5 separate regions of the Mus musculus genome follow, and all the other regions are linked to region 4. A link is a contact called in public HiChIP or PLAC-seq and promoter capture Hi-C data. All regions are on one chromosome and are shown on one strand. Each heading gives the region's core, a stretch centred on a gene start, on an enhancer-like site or on the middle of the called end of the contact. The rest is flanking DNA. Distances are from core to core; before and after follow the strand shown. Region 1 holds the start of Pml (promyelocytic leukemia). Region 2 has its middle 27 kb from the start of Snx33. Region 3 holds the start of Islr2 (immunoglobulin superfamily containing leucine-rich repeat 2). Region 4 holds the start of Rpp25 (ribonuclease P/MRP 25 subunit). Region 5 holds the start of 4930461G14Rik (RIKEN cDNA 4930461G14 gene).

Region 1 (2,700 bases), core at 36-2,535, 750 kb before region 4:
GGAATCAGATTCTATTACAGATGCTTGTGAGCCACCATGTGGCTGCTGGGAATTGAACTCAGGACCTCAGGAAGAACAGTCAGTGCTCTTAACCGCTGAGCCATCTCTCCAGCCCTTGATGGGCTAATTTTAAAGGCCAAGGGATACTGGTCAGCTTAGATGTATGGCCTCCACAGTCTCCAGGATGTTGGGTCTCCCTTTAGAACCCATCTCACCACAACTCTAAGTTTACAAAAGCAGGAACCTGTTACCATCCCTTTTAATCAGTTTCACATAGGAACAGAGAATAGGCACATAGGGGCCAGAAAAGTGGGTGGGAACAGACTGAAGTTAGAAGCCAAAGGCACTGGCCAATGAGAGTGTCAGCAGGTGTGTGTTTTCCTCACCCACTAGTTTCTGGATTGCTTTTTCTTGGTCAAAAAGCTAACTTTGTATCTCTTGTTTTCTTCACCACTGCTGGCCAGCTCTCCCCTTGCCTCCCTGTTGTCTACCTCTGTACGATGCACAGTCATCAGACCCATTCAACGCTGTTCTGTCACCACGGTCCTTCCACTGACTCAGAACTAACTCTGTGTCCCACAGTTACTTCTCATAGGCCACCTGCCTCAAGGTCATTCAAGAGACGCAGCTGACACGCTGTAAGAAACCCTTCACCAACTCTCAGATCATATGTAGAATCGGTCCATTTCTCACCGTATGATTCATCTCATCTTCTCTGGTATCACTTCGCAGGAGCCCCATCTTAAATCTGAAAATGGCCCTGACTACTTCCCAAACTGGCTCTCCTGTTTCAGACCTCCACTCCTTTCCAAGTGTTTGTCTCTCTTTAAAATGTCTGAGCAGCTCTGAATTCCTGGTCATTTTCTATCTCATGCTCCATTCTCAGCTGAGGGATGCCTTTCCAGGCAAACCCATCCCAGTACTGAGTCGAAGTCTCCACTAGGGTGCACTTGGGAGGCTCTCTCAAAGAGGAGTTTATTTCTCTACCTGGCTTTTAACTAGAAAGACATATAGCTGTGGAATGAGTCCAATAGCTCACAGACAGGGAAAAGCCTGTCAGCTCTGTTTCTCTCCTGGTGTGCATGCTGCGTACGTGGCCGGATCTTTCCTTGTTCTGCTAATGAGCCATGCCCGCATGCCGGGCTTGTTTACTTGCTTGTTTGGTTAACCTTTCTGACTCTACCAGAGTTACTTCCATAGCTCCCTAGTCTTTCTCTTAACTTTGGAAGGGAGATTATAGAACCAGCCTCTCCGCCCCTAGACCCGCCCAGCCCTGTCTCACTTCCTCTCGGGAGGCGGGCTCTCCTCGGGCAATCTCTCGCTCAGTTTTCTGGCTCAGATCTGAGACCCATTTCCCGCCTTCACAGACCTAATCAAGAAATGGAAACTGAACCAGTTTCCGTGCAGAAGGTACCTGCACCCCCTGGATCTCCCTGTCGACAACAGGACTCTGCCCTGACCCCCACGCCCACCATGCCTCCCCCAGAGGAACCCTCCGAAGACTATGAACACAGCCAAAGCCCTGCAGAGGTACTACTGGGTTAGAAGGTGTAGGGCTATTAGGTTTTTTTATTCGTTTACTTTGGTCGAGGAGTTGAGGATGAAGAAGGTCGTTATAGAGAAGTAAGTTAATGGGTTAGTGTCCTAAAGAGACACCAAGGTCCTGACCCTCCTGGCTGGGCAGAGGTAGAACTGATAGCCTAGAGTAAAATAGGAACAGGGGCCCGGCGGTGTGGGGCACACCTCTAATCCCAACACTTGGGAGGCAGAGGCAGGTGGATTTCTGAGTTCAAGGCCAGCCTGGTCTCTACAGAGTGAGTTCCAGGACAGCCAGGGCTACACAGAGAAACCCTGTCTAAAAAAAAAAAAAAAAAAACCGGGATGAGTTGGATTGTAACTGGGGATAGTTGGATTGTAACTCCTACTCCCTGAAGCCTTGCCTGAAGCGCCTACCTCAGATGAAAGACTATAGTCCTGTGGAAGGCCTGGCCAGGAGTCTTATTTGCTCTGGCCTGGAGCTAAAGGCATGTCCCAGACTTGGCAAAACTATAGTCGCCCTCCCTGACCCCCACACCAACACTTCCCGTTTTTCAGCTGTGGTTGCACATCCCAGGAGCAATAGTGCTTGGGATGGTAGGGCTGGAGGGAGGATGACAAGTTCCAGGCCAGCCTAGGCCACAAAGAGAGTTCAAGACCGCTGAGGGCATCACAGCAAGACCTGTTTCAAAACAAAACAAACAAACAGACAGAACCTGGCTCAGACCAAAGTGCCTGCTAAGACCAACAGGATTCACACAGCTGCTTTCTCTTTTGATTTTCATCAATTTATTTTATGTGTATGAGGTTTAGGGATTTATTTTATTTTATCTTTTGGAACACAGGGTCTCACTCTGTAGCCTTGGCCGGGCTGGAGCTTGCTTTGTAAGCCAGGCTGGTCTCAAATTCATAGAAACCACCTGCCTGCCTTCTGAGCTCTGGGATTAATGTATGCGCCACCAAGCTCATTTTCCTAAGGAAGCCTAGTTCATGGCCTTCCTGGGAGTATTGCCTCAACCTTCCATACTCACCCTGGAAGGAACTACCTCCATCCCATTATTCTTCACTCATTTTTCCCTTCACAAAAAACACAAATAAGGTCACATTGCCCTAACTTTTTATTATTAGCATTATATAGCTAAGGATTAAAAATACTAGTTGACA
Region 2 (2,732 bases), core at 136-2,635, 600 kb after region 4:
CTTCCTCCTTTTTTCTTTTTTTAAAGATTTATTTATTTATTATATGTAAGTACATTGTAGCTGTCTTCAGACACTCCAGAAGAGGGAGTCAGATCTCTTTACGGATGGTTGTGAGCCACCATGTGGTTGCTGGGATTTGAACTCTGGACCTTCGGAAGAGCAGTCGGGTGCTCTTACCCACTGAGCCATCTCACCAGCCCTCCTCCTTCTTTTAAAAAAATTTTTTTTTGAGACAAGATTTTTCTGTGTAGCCCTATTTGTCTTGCTGTCTTGGCACTCTCTCTGTAGACCAGGCTGGCCTTGAACTCAGAGTTCCATCTGCCTTTGCCTCTCAAGTGCTGGGATTAAAGGCTTGCACTACCACCAAATGGCTTTCTCTTTTCAACGATGTTTGTATAGGTCCTTTAATGGGTAGAATGTCCTGACCCTGTAGCTCCTAGGCCTTTGGGAGGGCCACAGGCAAAGGGCACATGCTTCCAAAGCTGGTATACATTTTTCATAGGTTGCATATTATCTAGACAAGTACTGATCTCTGCGCTGTGTGTCCAAATGTTATGAGAAAACCCATGTTCACATATATAACCATGTGTGTTTGTGTAGGTATATATATAAAAAAAAAGAGGGTGATGTTTTCAACATCATAAACATTGGTTACAGATCAAGTTCCTATCTATTTCCAGAGCCTAGGAAGAACAAGCTCCTTAGGAAAGGAAAGATGATGTAGTTGTCTTTTTTTGTTTGTTTGCTTTTTGTTTGCTTGTTTGTTTTTCGAGACAGGGTTTCTCTGTGTAGCCCTGTCTGTCCTGGAACTCACTTTGTAGACCAGGCTGGCCTCAAACTCAGAAATCCACCTGCCTCTGCCTCCTGAGTGCTGGGATTAAAGGCGTGCGCCACCACGCCCGGCTGTTTGTTTTAAAGGTTTAATTTTTAAGCATACATGCCTACATGTATGTTTGTGTGCCATGTGTGTGCCTGGTGCCCACAGAGGCCACAGGGGAGTGTTGGATCCCCAGAACTGGACTTACAGTTAGCTGTGAGCCACCATGTGGGTGTTGGGGTTCAGACTTGGCTCTCATAACCACTGAAACATCTCTCCAGCCCTGCATCCTACCAGTAAGCTTTATCTCCAGCTTCTGTGAACTATTTAGTAGAGGGGAAGGAACCCTGCCCTTAAGTTTTAGGAGTATATTTGAAAGGGTTTCACACACACACACACACACACACACACACACACACACACACACACACACGCTCGGCTGTGTCGTGAAAGACTCAGGTCCCAGCACGGCTGTGGGCACAATGTCTGGGTACCAGCTTACCACCTAGCCCAGGCTCGGAGCAGCAGAGCAGTGTCAGCCTGTGCCAGTGCCTGGGGGCAGGGCAGGGCAGGGCAGGCTGTGTGAATAGAGGGTGTTGTCAGTCCTCTAGGGGAAACAGGAGATGAGGGCAGATCCTGCCTGGCAGGTTTGTCACCCACATCTCTGCTTACACTTTCAGGGACGCTCCTTACTCTGGGTGGAGACTGGCTCATGGTAGCAAGGCCCTGAGGAGCCAGCCTTAACTTCCTGGGAGTGGCAAGGTGGAGCTGTGAGTGTTATACGGGGATGTTCTTGGTCTTCGAGAGCAGAGACATCACATTTATAAAAAGGAAACTAGTGTTGGCAGTTTAAGACACAGAGTATTTCTGGAGGCTATATTCTGGGGAGGTACAAGGCAGAGGGGTGGGAAATGATTTTTCACGGCAGTGTTCTCAGTGCGGCACCACCGAAGCCTTGCTGGGTCTCATCTATCGTTACTCTGTTGTGTGGCTCTAGTTGGGTCTCATACCCTCTCTGATTCTGTCTCCCTGTCCCTCCTGTCCCTCTGGAGATCTTTTTGTTGGTAATCCACCTGGTTCCAAGTTTCCTGCCTGACGTCTCTGAGAGGGGGCCGGATGTTAAAATGAACACGATGCCGTGAGAGAGTGTTGTCTGGAGGCAGGCAGGGTGGTGAGCAGGAGCGAGGCTCAAATGTTACAGATACTGGGGACACGTGCAGAGGAAACCCTAGCCCCCAGAGCAGGTCAGCTGCCAAAGGCTGCTTTCTGCCCTTCACCTCTAACTTCCTGTTCTTAGGCCTCGTGGAGTCCCACGGTTTCCCAGAGCACAGAAACCTACTGCCTCCTCCCTTTTGCTCAGACAGGATCTCTGAGAGCCGGATTGGCCTTCAATTTTTTTAGGGTCAAGAATGACTTTGGGGTTGGAGAAATGGCTCAGCTGTTAAGAGCACAGACTGTTCTTCCAGAGGTCCTGAGTTCAACTCCCAGTAACCACATGGTGGCTCACAATCTTCTGTAATGGGGTTTGATGCCCTCTTCTGGTGTGTCTGAAGAGAGCAATGGTGTATTCATATACAAAAAAAAAGTAATCTTAAAAAGACTTTGAACTCATTCTTATGCTCCTGCCTCCTAAGTACTGGGATTATAAGCAAGAGACATCAATTCAGCTTATGTTTCTTTTCTAATGACTTCAGCCCATTTTCAAGACCAGATAATTCCCTGGGCCAGAGTTTGCTTCCATTGCCCCTGATCTTGCATCATCCTCTTGTAGGAAGGGCCAGAGGATTCTATTTGCCTTGTGGCTCACATAATGGCCTTTCTTTTGGAGACCTGGGATCTCATGACCCATTGCTAGCTGAATGATCTGCTCTAGGGGGTATGACTTTCCTGTGTCTGCATTGGTTCCCCTCCTTTA
Region 3 (2,700 bases), core at 198-2,697, 700 kb before region 4:
CACACCCTCTTCTGGTGCGAGGCACCCCCCACCCCCTCAAGGTTGCTAGAACATGAACAATACGACAGACATTCCTCTTACTTTGCAGACAAAGAAGTCGGTATCGGGCGGCTATTCCAAATCTCTGAGGCCTTGTCCCAGGTTAGAGCCTTGTGCTGGACGGCCTCAGACGTACAGGATTCCAGGCAGGGAGGAGTCAGAGTTCTCATCTCCTCTCCCTTCTCAAAGACATCTTCCCTGGATCGCTCAAGCACCCTCTCCTGGTTCGGTCTGTGGGGTTTCCAGGCCCGAGCAGGTGTGAAGTTCTAGATTCCGAACTTGGCTGAGTTTGTGGGGGTCCCATCAGCCCGTAGCCAGGAGTAGGAAAGAGGGAGGGACCAAAGTGAGCACACACCAGTGTGTTCATATTTAATTTACAAAGGAGCCTCAGAAACCCTGCCGGGTGGTCCCTTTAGATGCAGCGTTCTTCCTGCATCTCTCTGCGCCCCCCTCCCTAGCTCATTAAAATGCTTAACACTCAAATCGGGGTATTGATCTCTGCAGAGGCCCCAAACACACTGCCATCCAACCAAGACAGAAGACTGACTCTGATGAGGGCTGGGAGACCCCAGCACCCCAGTATTACAGTGTATATGAAAGAGAAGGAGGGGACTCTCTACACATCTCTCAAAATCTATGCCCCCTTACCAGTTCTGGCTAGCAGCTCTGTCTCCTGGGATGCCATAGGCGGGGGAGTGAGATGATGCATTTTAGTCAAATCCCTAGACATCCCTTGAAATTCTCCTGCTCATCGCTAAAAGAAATGTCCAGGGTTTGCCAAAGAGAACAGCGAGTCCCGAGTCTGCTGAGGCCAGCTGTTACATGAGGGTGTGAGATGGCAGGGCGGTGGCTGCTGCCTAGGCTTTCACAGTGTGTGTGTGTGTGGGGGGGGTGCGAGCATGCAGGGGTTGATGGCCAGCTTGCTAGAGATGCTGAGAGGATACTGAGGAGCGGGGTGGTGGTGCAGGAAATGCTCAGGGGTTGTAAGTCCCTAGTCCACAGCACTCAAGAGGAGCAAACGGTTTTTGTAACTATCCTGGTCCCTGTAGCCACTATTAGTGGGCAACCTTGGTGTCCTGTTAGCCCGCAGCAAGCAAGGGCAGAGTGAGACACTTGGGTGAGTTCAACCTAATGTTTTAGGAGCTCAGAAGACACCCACTCCACTGTGAGCACTAGGTAGCCCACGGGCAGTGGAGTGCACGCGCTGGTTTTGCCACAAAAGACCTGAGCGTGGAGTTCAGGCTCAAGAGGCTGAGCAGGGTCTGCGATGGGCTGGGGAGGTGGGCGTCTCCTCTCCGCGCACCCTGCAGGGCTGCGCCTACTAATCTGGCGAATTAGTCTGGCGGTGATTGGGGGTGGAGGGGAACCAGGATTTGTATCTGCCCAGATCCAGGCAAAATATGACAGAGAGGGTGAGGCGTTCTGCTAACACTATCAATTATGCATCGTGTTGAACGAAGCTTCGGGGAGGGGGAGGCTAGCAGGCGGCAGGAGGAAAAGGGTCCGGGAGAGCCAGGCAGCGCAGTTCAGCAGGTCCCACTGGAGGTCTTTCTGCGCCACTGCTTGCTTTGGAGAGGGGGGAAAAAAGTGTTTAAAGGCAAAGACACGCCCCTCCAGTCCTATGCTTTTCTTTCTCCCAAATTCCTCAAAGATGGTTTGTCTCACGTGTTGCGGGGCGTAGAACGGCTCGCATTCAATTAGAAGCGAAGCTCGCGGGCGCTGGCGGGACGGGCGCGTGAGGGTGAGTGAGCGTGGATATTTGTGTGCGCGCAAAAGAGAACGGTGAGTGTTTGAGTGAAGGTGTGCTTGTGAAAATGTGTGTGAAAGTAGGGAGAACTTAGCGCGTTGACGCGATTATTACATGTTGACGAGTAGTTCTAACCTGTGAAAGTCATGTGAAGATGTGTGTGTGTGTGTGTGTGTGTGTGTGTGTGTGTTGGGGAGGGGTTTGGAGACATAAGGAGGAATAGTGACAATGTCATCGAATGTGTAAATGTGGGGAGAAGTAGAAAATGGGTGCTAGGGGTACGGTGGGCTGGAAAGGGCGGAGCCTTGGGCTATGGGCGTATGGAGCCCCTTGAGACCGACAGGTCTCAGCCTGAGGTGAGTAGAGGATCTCTATGGCTTTAACAAATGTAAACGCAGCACGAGGTGGGAGACTGTGCGCGTTCCCGCCGAGCACGGGGGCGCGCGACCGCTCTCAAACCTGCAATCCTGGAGAAGTAGGGCGAACAGATAAGGAAAGAAAAAAATTGAAGTAGGACTTTGGGGCCAAGGGGAGTTCTTTCAATGCACTCCCCCTTTCTCCCCACCGCCACAGCAACAGATGCCAGAAGCTCCCTTAGACTGTCACCTGAGTCTGGAGACCGGCTCGCAGCCCCACAGCATCACACTGCAAGTCAGAGAGCAGCAGGTAAGCAGTGGAAGGGCCCCACAACCTCAGTCCACAGGGTCGATCCAGCCTAGTCAGGGTTGGGTGGCTGTCTGGGAGGAACAGGGAAGGGAGGTGCCTCCTTTAGGAGCAAAAGCAAGAAGGGACCCGCTAATCTCAGAGACAGGGTGTAGGAGAGGGTCTTCCAAGACTGACAGGACCCTCAAGTTGGGGCAGGGAGTCTGTGTTAATATATTTGTATGTCTAGAGACAGGGGATGCACTCAGGCG
Region 4 (2,700 bases), core at 60-2,559:
CAGGACTCGGGGAGGAAGCATGGCAGATTTTGTCCTAAGTCCCCTCTCAGCCATCATGCAAGGCGGGTGGGGGAGGGATGCTAAAAGGGAATTGCTAGGGTGTGTGTGTGTGTGGGGGTGCAGAATAGGGTCCGGACATTTTCAACTTGGCCATCCTCAAGTAATCAGCTCCGTAGCTCCCGCTCTCAGTTAACAGCAAAGATGATTTTTAAAGCCTCAACTGTCAGCATCCATGCATACTGGGTGCTTTTAACGTCTGGGTCCCCAAGAAAGCTCAAGAGTCCCACTACCCACCATGCTTCCCTAAAAAAGACGGCCTAGCAAAGGTGTGGGTGGTGTTCTGTGGCTTCTGGTAACATGTCCCACAAAGTTTCCTTGGACTTCAAGGATCCTCTCTTCTCATTCCTGAGCTCTCTCCTGTCGCCTTGGGATCCGCGCTGTCATTCTGAGGACCGGTGTCCAGGAACATGGGCCCCTTAAAACCCAGGTATGAAAGGTGCGTGTGTTGAAAGGTATGCAGGAGTGTTGAAGATATATGATTCAGTCGGTCTGGGTGGCTCAGAGGCGAGAATTCTCAGGCGGTCCTGTCCTCATTCTCAGCCTCTGGCTCAGGCTGAGACCGCTTAGCGGTGCCTTCTTCAGCAGCAGATTCCCCCAGGCTCCTCTTGGACGTCGACACCGTAGGAGGGGACGAAGGACCAGGACTGAGGTTCGGAGGCTGGTAGCCAAGTTGTCGTGGATCCAGTGCGTCCTTTGAAAGTAGGATGGCGAGGCTCGGTACATTCTTAAGTACACTGAGACTGGCGGCCGGATCGCTGGGCGTCTGACCCGGTGTGGGCCCAGGCGGGAGGCTCTGCCACACCTCGCGCACGCTCCGGTAGCGCAGCCGCGTGACCTGGTGTAAGCCCGCCAGGCGGCGCTTGAGAATCTCGGCGCACGTGACGGTCTTGGTGGTGGCCCGGCCGCAGCCACTGAAGACGATGGCGCGCGTGGCTGGCTGCGCCATGCTGGCGGTGGCGAAGGCCAGTAGGTTGCGGATCTTGCTGCCCTCCTTGACCCGCATGTGTACAGCACCGGGTGCCAGATCTGCAAAAGGGCCAGAGTTCGGGCTGCCACCCTCATCACCGTCCCCCGCCGGCGCCTCCTCCGAGCGCACCTTACGGAAGTTCTCCATGCGCCGTCGTCGCTGGGATCGCAGGTTTTGCCATGGGGCCGCCTCAAGCCCGGGGCTGCATGGCCGCGGGTCGTGCCGGGCGAGAGCTGGCAGGGATTGGGGTGCCGGCGCCGAGTGAAGGTTGGAGGGTGGGCTGGGAACGTGCAGTCTTCAGCCCAGACTTCTACAGGGTAGTGATGTTCTACTCTGCGCCCTCGGCACCTTGTGCTCCGCGCCTTTAGCAGAAGCTCCGCCTGGGAGCCAGATAGGACCCGCCCCTTCGCCCAGGACCCGCCCCAACTCTGCGTGACTTGTCCCAGTCCCTCCAGCCTTTGGGATCCAGCGCTGGAGCTCAGCGGCTGGGGTCACAGAGCCACGGGTGATTTGGGAGGTGAAGTTCTCCGAAGTCACCATCTGTTCTCCCTGAACCAGACCTTATGCAGGAACAACCTAAATAAATACTATGCTTAAGGTTCAAATGCCGACTCAAGCCTGGTCCCTGAGCCCTGCGGGGTTCCAGCGCAAGGGCATCCCTAGACCCCTCCTAGGTAAGAGATCTCCAAACCACCTTTTGGGGCTTCGCTACTCCACCCCTCCAGGGACCTCCCTCCCGTTCTCTTACTATATTTTTGCGTCAAGGGCAGCCAGTGCATGGTCAGCAGAGAGTGGGAGGCGTTGGCTGCGGCTGCACGCAGCGCCTTCCCTGGGCTGGGACCGCTACGTCGTGGCCTGGTCCTTGCGTAGCTGCTTAGAGAGACACTAAGCTTTGCTCCTCCTGATCATACCTCCAGGCTCCCGGCACCTATGCACCTCTGAAATGCAGGAAGTGATGCGTTGGGCCAGCCTAAAGTGAATGGGGAACAGGAGACCATTTCTTCCAAGGCGTTAAATTCTTATATTCATGCCTGAAAGTCCTTTACTGGAGCTGCATACATGTTTATGAGCGTGGCTCAGCCCGAGCTAACGCCGGATTCCTGACTTCCAATTCCAGGTGGAATTCCTTGCCAGTCAGCCTTGGCCTCTAGAAATCCAGAGGGTTGTTTTTGTTAAAAGGAGACTGAGAGAAGACAGGTTTTAAGAGGTGGGAGGCAGGGTGGAGTGCCTTGGCGGAATGTGTGTGTGTGGGGGCGGGTACTTGCAAACTCTGGGAACTCCACTGAATCTGAGCAGAGGCTCGGGCTCTGCTGCGAGGTGAGGTGGGCAGTAGAAAGATGAGGTCTGATCAAAGCAAGACTGTTTAATAAGGAGTGACCCTGGCCTGGGGCCACGCCCTCAATATTCAATCCCGTTTCCATGGAAAGGCAGGGAGGGAATCAGACAGACGTGGGAAGCACCGGGAAGGAAGACGCACTGAGGACTGTAAGGAACGGTGTTCTCAAAGTATCAGCAAGATGGTGTTTGGATGAGCACAGCATCAGTCTAGGGGGAGAGCTGCCCGGCCCTCCTCTTCCTCTTTGCTATCTGTGACAATTCTCAGCCCCTCAGCTCAGAACAACGAGCTTATATCTCATCTCTTCTTGGAGTGTGGCTGCAGCAGCTGGACTTTT
Region 5 (2,702 bases), core at 85-2,584, 950 kb before region 4:
TCTCAGGATTGTGGCATGAATTTTAAAAAGAGAGCCACACCGAGGATAATGTATGTAAAATTCCTAACATGATGCCTGGCAAGGGGCAGCTCCCAACCACTAGCTGTAATGATGGTTACTATTACTAATCCCGTTGGGCAGTGCTTCTCCACCTTTGAAAACTCTAGGTTCCTTTGTGAGAGGCACACAGGTCTCAAACCCCTGCCTTCTTCCACACAGGATTTAAAAAGAAATAAAGGCTGGAGGGGTGGGGAGACATTTCAAGAACTTACAAGAGAGCTTCCCAAATACAGGGATGGCTCCGGGTGGGCTGGGATGGGGAAGGTGTTCTGGGCTGCATTTCTGAGTGTGGTCCCGAGGCTCGGAGCAACCACTTGGGTAGGACTCCCCTCTTTCCCAGGCTACCCGCAGTGTGTGTTGGATCCCCGCCCAGCCTCGCAGCTCAGGCCGCAGTGACTTTGAGCCAAGAACAGAGGAAGCTCTTTCGAATACAAATACCTTTGGACCCTCAGATCCCAGCCGGCGCGCCATTCTCATGCTAATGAATGGGGCTCCAGTTCAGGTGGTTTTGAAGGGGAAATTGCCAACACAGTTACCCAGCCCAGCCTGCTGCGTTTCTCCTCTGCCAGGACTAAGACCTCGGGGATCATTTTTAGCACGGCCTCCAGTACCAGCACCAGCTCTACCCCAGTGACTCTATAGTTCTGCAAGTCTCATGACTGGCTGGGCTCCATTATTTGGGGTTTATGAACTGAACAGATCCTTCTAAATCAATGTAATAATTCACGTGACAGTGATAGCTGCCATTCACACACCTACTCTCCAGTCAGGGTGTTTGGGAGTGTGCTCAGAGCACTGGGTCCGTCATTGTTCCGTCTGCAGCAGTGAGGCCCAGAAAGTAAGGCAAAGTGCTCCAGACCTTGCCACTGTGGTGCCAGGCTCCAAAGTCAGATGTTGTATAGGGCTACACCTGTAGGACATAGGCCTTGATCATAGGTCACATCACCCTATGATCATCAGTTTGGGGTTTCTGGGCCTGTAAATATTCCCCCACTGAAGCCCCATTTCATTTTTCTGTTGTCTTATCATTGCCCTCTCCCCTTTTATCCAGACCTGGACAATACCTGTTTTAACTCAATGAACTACTCACCCTTCAAGGCCTAAGTCACTTGTACCAGCTCTGCTACATAAAGCTGTCCAAGCAAGCTCTCTTCATTCTGTCTCCACTGTTCAGATCTTTAGGATAGTCCTCAGGTGTGGTCCTGTCCCCTTCTGGGCTGGGAAGTACTTGAGGGAGAGTACCTGCCTAGTTCATCTCCACAATGCCAATGCCTGGCACTGAAGAGGTCAACTCAGGAACTTTGGAAAATTCCATCTCCTCTCCTGGAAGAGAAAGGTCATAGAGGACTTAGGCACCACCCCCTCCGGAAGGGAGGGGCTAATTACATTCCTCAGACAAGGTGGGGGGAGGGAGGAACCAACCATCAGCCACTTGCGGGTATGGGAAGTCCTGAGCACATAGACACATTCTGTGACCATTGGCCACCTATAGACAAGGGAAGTCCTTGCCACCTCATTCCCTAAAGACCAATCAGTTTAAAAGTCGCACTGTTCTGCCAATCACAATGTGCGCAATGGCTGCGGCTCTGAAAACTGTATAAAAACTTACCGAATGGGCTGTGCAGAGTCCTTGTTCTCTCTTCTTCTTGTGCAGGGTGACCCCAGCATGCTGGAACAATAAAATTCCTCTTGTTTTTGCAACGATTCCCGGCTCAGCGTTGTTCACTGTGTGTGTGTTGGGGGCAAAGGTGTGTGTGGGGGGGAAATCTCTCACCAGAGTCTTACATTATTGGGCCTGGTAATCAGCTTCGAGAATGTTTCCAGGATGAGCCATTGACTAAAAGGGATGGTTCCAGTGGAGAAGGCTCTGGGCACTGAAGGGGGCACTGAAGCAAAAGTGTCATGAGCTCTTGGCATCATGAAGCTCCACACCTTGGCTTCACTCTCCCATCTGTGCTGGCAGTGTCTCCTCCAGAGCGTCCTAAGACAGGTCACTTTGTACCTCAGGGCCTTGACTAAGGCCAAGGAAAACTTGACTCAAAAGTGACTTCAGCCTAGATAGGCAGGGTACCAGCATTGCATTTGACACCCGTCTCCTACCAAGGTATGGGGAATGTGGCTGGTGGGTCACTGCCTCCTGCCTTTGGGGGGCTGCGTGGTTTTGGAGAGAGCATGTATACTTCTATTCAAGAGCAGCCAGACCTCTAGGTAATCAGGCTCTAAGCCACATCCCAGCTCAGATCAAAGGCAGCCAGACTATCGTCAGTTCACATGAGTCACACATTAGCCAAGCATCATGGGAGAGTGATCTTCCCCGTGAAGCCTCAGTCACAAATGCCCTGCTCCCCCACCTCTGCTACGAAGCCCAGACATATTAACTAAGCCTGCTTCCTTGAGATGCAAGACCTTCCACCCCCAGACACCTTCAAAAGGAGACATGTTCCTTGGCTGATGAGATGGAAACTCTCTCAGACTCTGTCCCCCAGTGGCATCTGCAGCACTGATAAGGCTCTACCCTACAGGACAGTGTGACTCAGCCTCTCCTCCTCCCTCTCTTCTCTTTCTGCCTAAAATCTAATACTCCTCAGATGACTTCTGAATGGACTTCCCCCTCCACCTTGGCAATGGCTAGGTTGCACACT

What was found. Promoter capture Hi-C pulls out the DNA fragments that hold promoters and counts their contacts. HiChIP or PLAC-seq counts read pairs in DNA pulled down with a chosen protein or histone mark. Capture Hi-C pulls out chosen DNA fragments and counts their contacts.
Region 1: a promoter capture Hi-C map of adipose tissue shows a contact between it and region 4. The contact joins the promoter of Pml here to the promoter of Rpp25 in region 4. A contact is called at or near these places in 2 of 39 promoter capture datasets (liver and pre-B cells), 2 of 115 datasets of contacts at active chromatin or transcription factors (large pre-B cells and pancreatic cancer cells) and 1 of 9 other capture datasets (adipose tissue).
Region 2: an H3K27ac HiChIP or PLAC-seq map of trophoblast stem cells shows a contact between it and region 4, with 5 times the contacts expected there. The contact joins the enhancer-like site here to the promoter of Rpp25 in region 4. A contact is called at or near these places in 3 of 39 promoter capture datasets (cranial neural crest, hippocampal neurons and pre-B cells), 2 of 484 Hi-C or Micro-C datasets (CD4 T cells and regulatory T cells) and 5 of 115 datasets of contacts at active chromatin or transcription factors (astrocytes, embryonic stem cells, microglia and 2 more).
Region 3: a promoter capture Hi-C map of pre-B cells shows a contact between it and region 4, with 2.5 times the contacts expected there. The contact joins the promoter of Islr2 here to the promoter of Rpp25 in region 4. A contact is called at or near these places in 1 of 39 promoter capture datasets (pre-B cells) and 2 of 115 datasets of contacts at active chromatin or transcription factors (embryonic stem cells and pancreatic cancer cells).
Region 5: an H3K4me3 HiChIP or PLAC-seq map of embryonic stem cells shows a contact between it and region 4, with 8 times the contacts expected there. The contact joins the promoter of 4930461G14Rik here to the promoter of Rpp25 in region 4. A contact is called at or near these places in 2 of 115 datasets of contacts at active chromatin or transcription factors (embryonic stem cells and pancreatic cancer cells).

Annotation. Positions count from the first base shown.
Region 1 is chr9:58,248,371-58,251,070 of GRCm38.p6, reverse strand. It overlaps Pml (promyelocytic leukemia), which reads left to right and starts at 1,285. Exons shown (of 9, transcript NM_178087.4): 1 at 1,285-1,530. The coding sequence starts at 1,381.
Region 2 is chr9:56,900,079-56,902,810 of GRCm38.p6, reverse strand. No RefSeq gene overlaps it. Among named protein-coding and RNA genes, the nearest start is that of Snx33, 27 kb to the left of the region's middle. Within about 2 kb of position 1,385, at least 77 of the 459 cell types and tissues checked have an H3K27ac peak or open chromatin away from gene starts, as enhancers often do. A contact at or near this core is called in embryonic stem cells, pancreatic cancer cells, pre-B cells and 2 more, where this site is marked.
Region 3 is chr9:58,201,032-58,203,731 of GRCm38.p6, reverse strand. Islr2 (immunoglobulin superfamily containing leucine-rich repeat 2) reads left to right here and starts at 1,447. Exons shown (of 3, transcript NM_177193.5): 1 at 1,447-1,780; 2 at 2,360-2,452. It also overlaps the pseudogene 1600029O15Rik.
Region 4 is chr9:57,502,711-57,505,410 of GRCm38.p6, reverse strand. It overlaps Rpp25 (ribonuclease P/MRP 25 subunit), which reads right to left and starts at 1,309. Exons shown (of 1, transcript NM_133982.1): 1 at 1-1,309. The coding sequence starts at 1,174. The coding sequence ends at 575.
Region 5 is chr9:58,453,805-58,456,506 of GRCm38.p6, reverse strand. It overlaps 4930461G14Rik (RIKEN cDNA 4930461G14 gene), which reads right to left and starts at 1,334. Exons shown (of 3, transcript NR_040736.1): 1 at 1,151-1,334.